Linked DNA regions of Triticum aestivum: region 2 is linked to region 1. The links are chromatin contacts, called in public Hi-C maps. All regions are on one chromosome and are shown on one strand. Each heading gives the region's core, a stretch centred on a gene start, on an enhancer-like site or on the middle of the called end of the contact. The rest is flanking DNA. Distances are from core to core; before and after follow the strand shown. Region 1 holds the start of LOC123103935 (protein disulfide isomerase-like 2-3). Region 2 holds the start of LOC123103937.

Region 1 (3,287 bases), core at 303-2,802:
TCGAGAAGCTGATCTTCTCTGGCCTCCTCCTTCTCCTCCGTGCTACCTACTCCTCCTTCTCCAGATCTAGATCAGACCCATTACAAAAGCCCACCAACACACCCGAAGCGCACTGCCCATAAATTTGAACAAAAACACGCCCGAGGCTCATATGCGCGACCTATAGCGACGATATGTCCTTGCCGTCTATTTATCACCTTAAGCGAGACAAGCACCAGCTCTCACTGAAGCTTTTTCGCCCCTCACGGCGTATTGGATCGGCCAATTTACATGCGCAACTTGGTAAAAAGGAAATGCGAGAAGGGAGGCAAGCACCAACTCTCGCTGAAGCTTTTTTTCCCCTCGCGACGTATTGGGCCCCGGCCCATTTACATGCGCAACTTAGTAAAAAGGAAATGCGAGAAGGGAGGCTCGATTCTTGGTCTTCAGGTTGAACGCGCGCTGCGCTAGCCATTCCGCTCAACCTCCTTTTGTGGTAATAACAAGGGGTGCCACCTACTTTAGGCTACTTGAGCCGTATTCTTCGAGATTTTTTCCTTTATTTTATTTTATTTCTTTTTATCCGTTTTTCTTTATTCTCCTTTTTCTTTATTTTATTTTGATTCTTTTCTCTTCTCTATTTTTCCATTCCTTTTGCATTTTTCTTTTGTTTCTTTTGTTTCTATTTTCAGTTTTCTTTGCTCTGTTGGTTATTATTCTACATTTTTTGTATATGTCAACAATATTTTTTAAATACACGTCTAACATTTCTTCTCCATTTTTGTTTTTTCTTATGTTTGTCTTTGTTTTTACTCGGCATTTTCGTATAGTTCAAAAACACGTTTTTAATAAGTGATCAACATCTCAACATTGACCGAATGCTTATTCAACCTTTTTTAAATACTTGTTCAACATTTCCGAATGCACGTTCAACATTTTTTAAATAATCATTCAATATTTTTTAATATTTATTTATCAATTTGAAATACTTGTTCAACATTTCAAATACTTCTGCAACATTTTTGAGTACTTGCTCAACATTTTTAAATACTCGTTCAACAATTTTAATACTTATTCAAAATTTTAAAATATTTGTTCAACATTTTCAAATATTTTTCAGCATTTTGTAAGACTTATTAATTTTTTTACAAATACTTATCAACATTTTTTAAATTTATTTTTTAACAGTGTCTTTCGTACATATATGTATAACCATATAGGTCTACCAAAAATGTCTACCCAGGAGTGTCTGAACAAGAAGACCTTTTTTTTTAGAACACTCCCGTGCACCTTCCTCAAAAAAAAAAAACCGTGCACCCAGTCCTCCAACCATGCCACGGTCGCGACCAATCCCGTCGCGCCAAGGAGGCGAAACCATACCGACGTGGCAGAGCACCAGACGTGGACGCGCACGATTGGTCCGCACACGCGTTCGTCTCCTCTCTCGCGAGCAAACTTAAATCCGCACCACCACGCCCCGGTGACGCAGCCGATCGATCGCCACCATCCAGCCCCCCCTCCGGCTTCCAGAAATTTTTCAACGACGCCATGCGTCCGGCCATCCTCGCCGCCATCCTCCTCCTCCTCGCCGCCGCGGCCTCCCCGGCCGCCGCGCTCTACTCCGCCGGCTCCCCGGTCCTCCAGCTCAACCCCAACAACTTCAAGAAGGTCTCGCTTCTCCCCCGTCGCCAGATCGGCCCTCCTCCCATTTGAGCTCCTCTCTGACCGTGCCGACATTCGCTTGCGCGCAGGTGTTGAACGCGAACGGGGTGGTGCTGGTGGAGTTCTTCGCGCCGTGGTGCGGGCACTGCAAGCAGCTGACGCCGATTTGGGAGAAGGCCGCCGGCGTCCTCAAGGGCGTCGCCACAGTCGCCGCGCTCGACGCCGACGCGCACAAGGAGCTCGCGCAGGTGAGCACGGCCTCTCGTTTCCTTTTGACCCGCACACACTCCACATGTGCGTGCTGATCTGCTTGTTTCCTGATGTGATCTCGGCATCGGTAGCAGCGATGTCACAGTAACTTATCGATTGTTAGCGTATAATTGCTTTACTGGCGCATCGGCCGTGCAATTTTGTTGGATAGAAAGGCATTAACCAGCTCAGTACCAAAATTATGCACTTGTAGTGGGACATTGTAGTTCAGACAGTAAATTTTACTAAGATGCTTCGATGCTTTTTATATAGTAAATGAACTTGAATTCTGCTGAAGAAAGACACAGTTTGATAAGGGCTTATCAGTAGTCAGGATTTGGTCACTTGCTAATGCTGTTTTGGTATCCTCCCAGTCCCATTTGATTACTAGCCTGGTTTTGTTTTCATCCTCCAAACCATCTCGTGTTCCACATGTGCATTACTATTGATGGTTGTAGGCTATTAACTACAGCGTGGTTTTAAGTTGTGTTTAGCGTAGCAGACTGATAGTTAGGGCCAGAGGAGTGAACATCAAGTCTATATTGTGGCGATGAATACAACAACAACAACAACAAAGTCTTTAGTCCCAAACAAGTTGGGGTAGGCTAGAGCTGAAACCCATAAGAATCTCGCAACCCACTCATGGTTATTGCACATGGCTAGTTCTTTGTTGATACTCCAGTCCTTCAGATCTCTCTTTACGGACTCCTCCAATGTCAAGTTCGGTCTACCCCGACCTCTCTTGACATTATCAGCACGCTTTAGCCGTCCACTATGCACTGGAGCTTCTGGAGGCCTGCGCTGAACATGCCCAAACCATCTTAGACGATGTTGGACAAGCTTCTCTTCAATTGTGGCAATGAATACTTTAGTTAAAACTAACTTAGGCAACATGCATCTGGACTACTTTCTTTCGCTTTCCTCTACAATTGTATGCCTGAGTCACTTCTTAAACAGTTTATATTCTAAATTGATGACAATAACACAAAATTTCTGGCTTTTATAATTAGAATTAATAAATACTTTTATGGAATGCTACTAATACAGTTTGTGATGAATTATGTTACTTTTGCAGCAATATGGAATACGGGGATTCCCAACCATAAAAGTATTTCTCCCTGGCAAGCCACCAGTGGATTATGAAGGCGCAAGAGATGTAAAGCCAATTGTAAATTTTGCTCTGTCGCAGGTTAGTTGCAGCAAACCCTATTTGTCTTGCAATTCTATTTTGCTCCACTAATTTGCATGATATGTTCTCAATTGCATTTTCTTATGTTGCACAAGTTCTTTATACTTTTGATGTGATGTTTCCTCTGCTACTCCACCAATATGTACATCCTTTTCCCCGGAGACATTATCTGTTTTATCTGAATGTGAAGAGTAAAATTTGTATCCAC
Region 2 (3,287 bases), core at 254-2,753, 200 kb after region 1:
AGCATTTAGATCACTAGAGTAGTGATCTAAACCCAGAGGGAGTACTATACAGTTTGATTCAACAATCTCAAACTCTTATAAGAAGTGGAGAAATTAAAATGGTTGTCACCAACTTTTGCTGTTTTAATACCCTAGTATTTTTCCTACGGGTGTATAAGGTACTCCCTCTGTAAAGAAATATAAGAGTGTTTAGATCACTAAAGTAGTGATCTAAACGCTCTTATATTTCTTTACAGAGGGAGTACTATACAGTTTGATTCAACAATCCCAAACTCTTATAAGAAGTGGAGAAATTAAAATGGTTAACGTCACCAACTTTTGCTGTTTTACCCTGATAGTTTTCTTATGGGTGTATAAGGTACTATAACAGTTGATTCAAGAATCTCAAGCTCTTATAACTTATAAGAAGTCCAACATCATATGCTGATCACAAATTCAAGGGAACATATTAGTGCTAAACTTTGAATCATTTGCTTTAGTCAGCACAAGTTCCGCTGGACATTGTATGCCAACTATAAGATCGACCAGAAGAATCAAACAGAGTACCAGATATGCTTTGTTCTCTTTATAATAGAGATCCATAATTGTTTCCATCACATAAAGATAGTAAAAGGCAACTTTGATGTTCCTAGTAGTCCAAGAAAAAGATAACTATGACACATGTGATTGCTACTGCAAGTGTGCCATTTCAACCAGACAAAATATAAGATAAAGATCAGTTCCCTCAAACCTTCACTAGCATATGTGTCGAATGTTAGATATCTTCACACGCGATGGACCTTACAGGAATGGAAACTAAAAAAGATTAAGATCAAAAACATATAGCACACAAAGGGATTCTACATAAAGTTAAAGATGGATTGTACTACGAAATCTACATTGCTAACAATATGGCGGACGTAGTGTCTGTCCAGGTTCCTAAAACAGTCTTAATTGCAATAACCGAACACGATCCATACGCTTTGCAGCACAGGGGAGTTTTACAGTGTCAAATCTTAACGCTATTGGATGTTTTGGGGGGTAAGACAGCGCCCAAAAATCACAACTTGAGGACACCCGATACGCATCTAAGCAACACTAAACACTTGTTTTCAACAGCAAAAGACCAAACACTTGTTTTCAGCAGAAGAAACACCAAACACTTGTTTTGAACCAAAGAAACACTCAGCGCCAGTTCCCCTGCCCGACGCAGGCAAACAACAGATCAAGATAAACAAGGCAAAGGAGGCGAACGGGCCGATTTGAGGCGGGGAGATTCAAAAACTTACCACCCGTGCCTCGATTCTCCGAGGAGAGAAGCAAAGGCCGCGCGGCGGGCGCGGCGGCGGAGGCGGAGGCGGCGACGGCGGGGAGGGAAGTCGCGGTGGCGTCGCCTCCCTGGGCGAGAGGCCGAGAATTCGGTCGGGTTTGCGGAGCGCGGCGGTGGAGCTTTTGAGCCGGGCTGCGGGGTACCTCCTGTCTAGGAGGAAGGGAGGGAGCCGGCTGCGATGTGGTGGCTAGGGCCCTAGTGGTGGTAGTGGCTTTGACCCTGGAGGGACAGGGAGACGAGGCGGGCTTGTCAAAACCTAGCACGGCCCAAGGCCCAGGAACGCGCTGTTAGACGGGCTGGCCCAGTTAGGCTTACCATTTCGCCGGTTTTAATTCACAAAGTGAGGTTGTCTCAAAAAGAATTTTTAATAAAGTGTGGGCATTCCTCAAAAAAAAGGAAGCTTCCAGAATGCCTCATGTCCTCAAAAAACAGGGAGCTTCCAGAAGATTTTTTTTCTTTTTTTTCTTTTCTGTGCATTTTATCTTTTGCTTTATATTGCCTTTTTATTTTCATTTTTTCTGGTTCCTTATCTTTTTTCCCGTTCCTTATATTTTTTCAAAATTTCTATATATTTTCCCATTTCCTTTTATTTTTGCGTTTTTTCAATTTTCCAATTCGTGATTTATTCCAAGTTTATGTTTTAAAAAAATTGCTAATATATTTCAAATCGGCAAAATTTTCCTTGAATTTCATGAAATCAAATTTGGGAACTTCTTTAAGACCAAGACATTTTTCAAATTTCTGGAAATTTATTGAAATTATGAACTCCTTTTCAAATTCATGATTTTTTTAATTCATAGAATTTTTAAGACCACAAAATATTTCTTTGAATTTGCAAACGTTTTTTTAATAATGATAAAATTTCAAGTCATTGACCATCTTTTGAATTTGCAAAAAAAATTGTAAACCTTTTAGGTTACCAAACATTTTCAAATTTGTGAACAGTTTTCAAATTTTAGAAGAAAATTCAAGTTTGCACATAATTTTCAAGTTGACAATCGTTTTTTAAACTTATTTTTTCAGATTCTCGATCTTTTTTCAAATTGGTGAGCAATTTTACAACCTACGAACTTCTTCAAATTAGCAAACATTTTTTTAATTTACAACATTTTTCAAATTCAAGAATATTTTTAAAATTTGTAACTTTTTTTAAATCTGCAAATGTAGTCACATTTATGAACTATTTAATCTATGGAAAACTAAAGGGTCGTTTTTCCCTCAAAAACCAGCAGTTGAATAAAAAGCGAGCGAGCCGACTAGGAAGGAGCTCAAACGAGCAAGCATGAAAAAAAACGACAAGCAAGCTGAGGAGCGGAGAAGCAAGACGAGTGAGCTGAGCTAAGAGCATCTCTAGCCACACCTCTAATAAGCCCCCCAGGTCATTTTTTCGACGCCGGTGCCAAAAAAACGTCCCAGTCGTGCTCCCGGACGCCAAAAAACGCCGATTCGGCACTTTTTTTTGCCCGGCGGTCACAGGCCGAACTTGGTGCACCGGGGGCAGTTGGGGGCTCCGGCGCAAGGGAAAAGCACGGCTGGCCCACGTCGTCAGGGGAAAAGTTAAAGTTTTCTTCCCCGACTCGCCTCCCACCATCGCGCCCTCGGCCGCTAGTAGCTATATCCCGGCGCCGCCCGCCGCCTTTCACCACTAGATAGCCATTCCACGCCGGAAAAATAGCAAAGCTTCGCCGTGGCAGCCCCTCCAACAGCAGCTGGGCGTTTCCGGCTGCGGAAGGTCAGTTTAGCGGCGGGTACACGCTCACCGGGCGCAAGGTGTTCGGCGATTTGCCTGCCTCGGCGATGGACTCGGATGACGAGGAAGCGCTCGTCGGCTGCTGGAGGAGGAAGCCGAGGCCGACGTTCAGGAAGAAGAGCATCTCATGGTGCTCGCCGCCCTCGCCCAGCTGCTGGCGAGCAATGAAAAGCCGCGGCGAGGTGGCTCGGTGCCGGGGCGGGTGAAAGCAAAGAACCGACATCGTCT

What was found. Hi-C and Micro-C count contacts between places; a contact is called where the count stands out from the background.
Region 2: a contact with region 1 is called in a Hi-C map of leaf, with 4 times the contacts expected there. The contact joins the promoter of LOC123103937 here to the promoter of LOC123103935 in region 1. A contact is called at or near these places in 2 of 5 Hi-C or Micro-C datasets (both in leaf).

Annotation. Positions count from the first base shown.
Region 1 is chr5A:450,825,611-450,828,897 of IWGSC CS RefSeq v2.1, forward strand. LOC123103935 (protein disulfide isomerase-like 2-3) reads left to right here and starts at 1,553. Exons shown (of 9, transcript XM_044525635.1): 1 at 1,553-1,647; 2 at 1,731-1,889; 3 at 2,966-3,079. The coding sequence starts at 1,553.
Region 2 is chr5A:451,026,271-451,029,557 of IWGSC CS RefSeq v2.1, forward strand. It overlaps LOC123103937, which reads right to left and starts at 1,504. Exons shown (of 2, transcript XM_044525637.1): 1 at 1,269-1,504.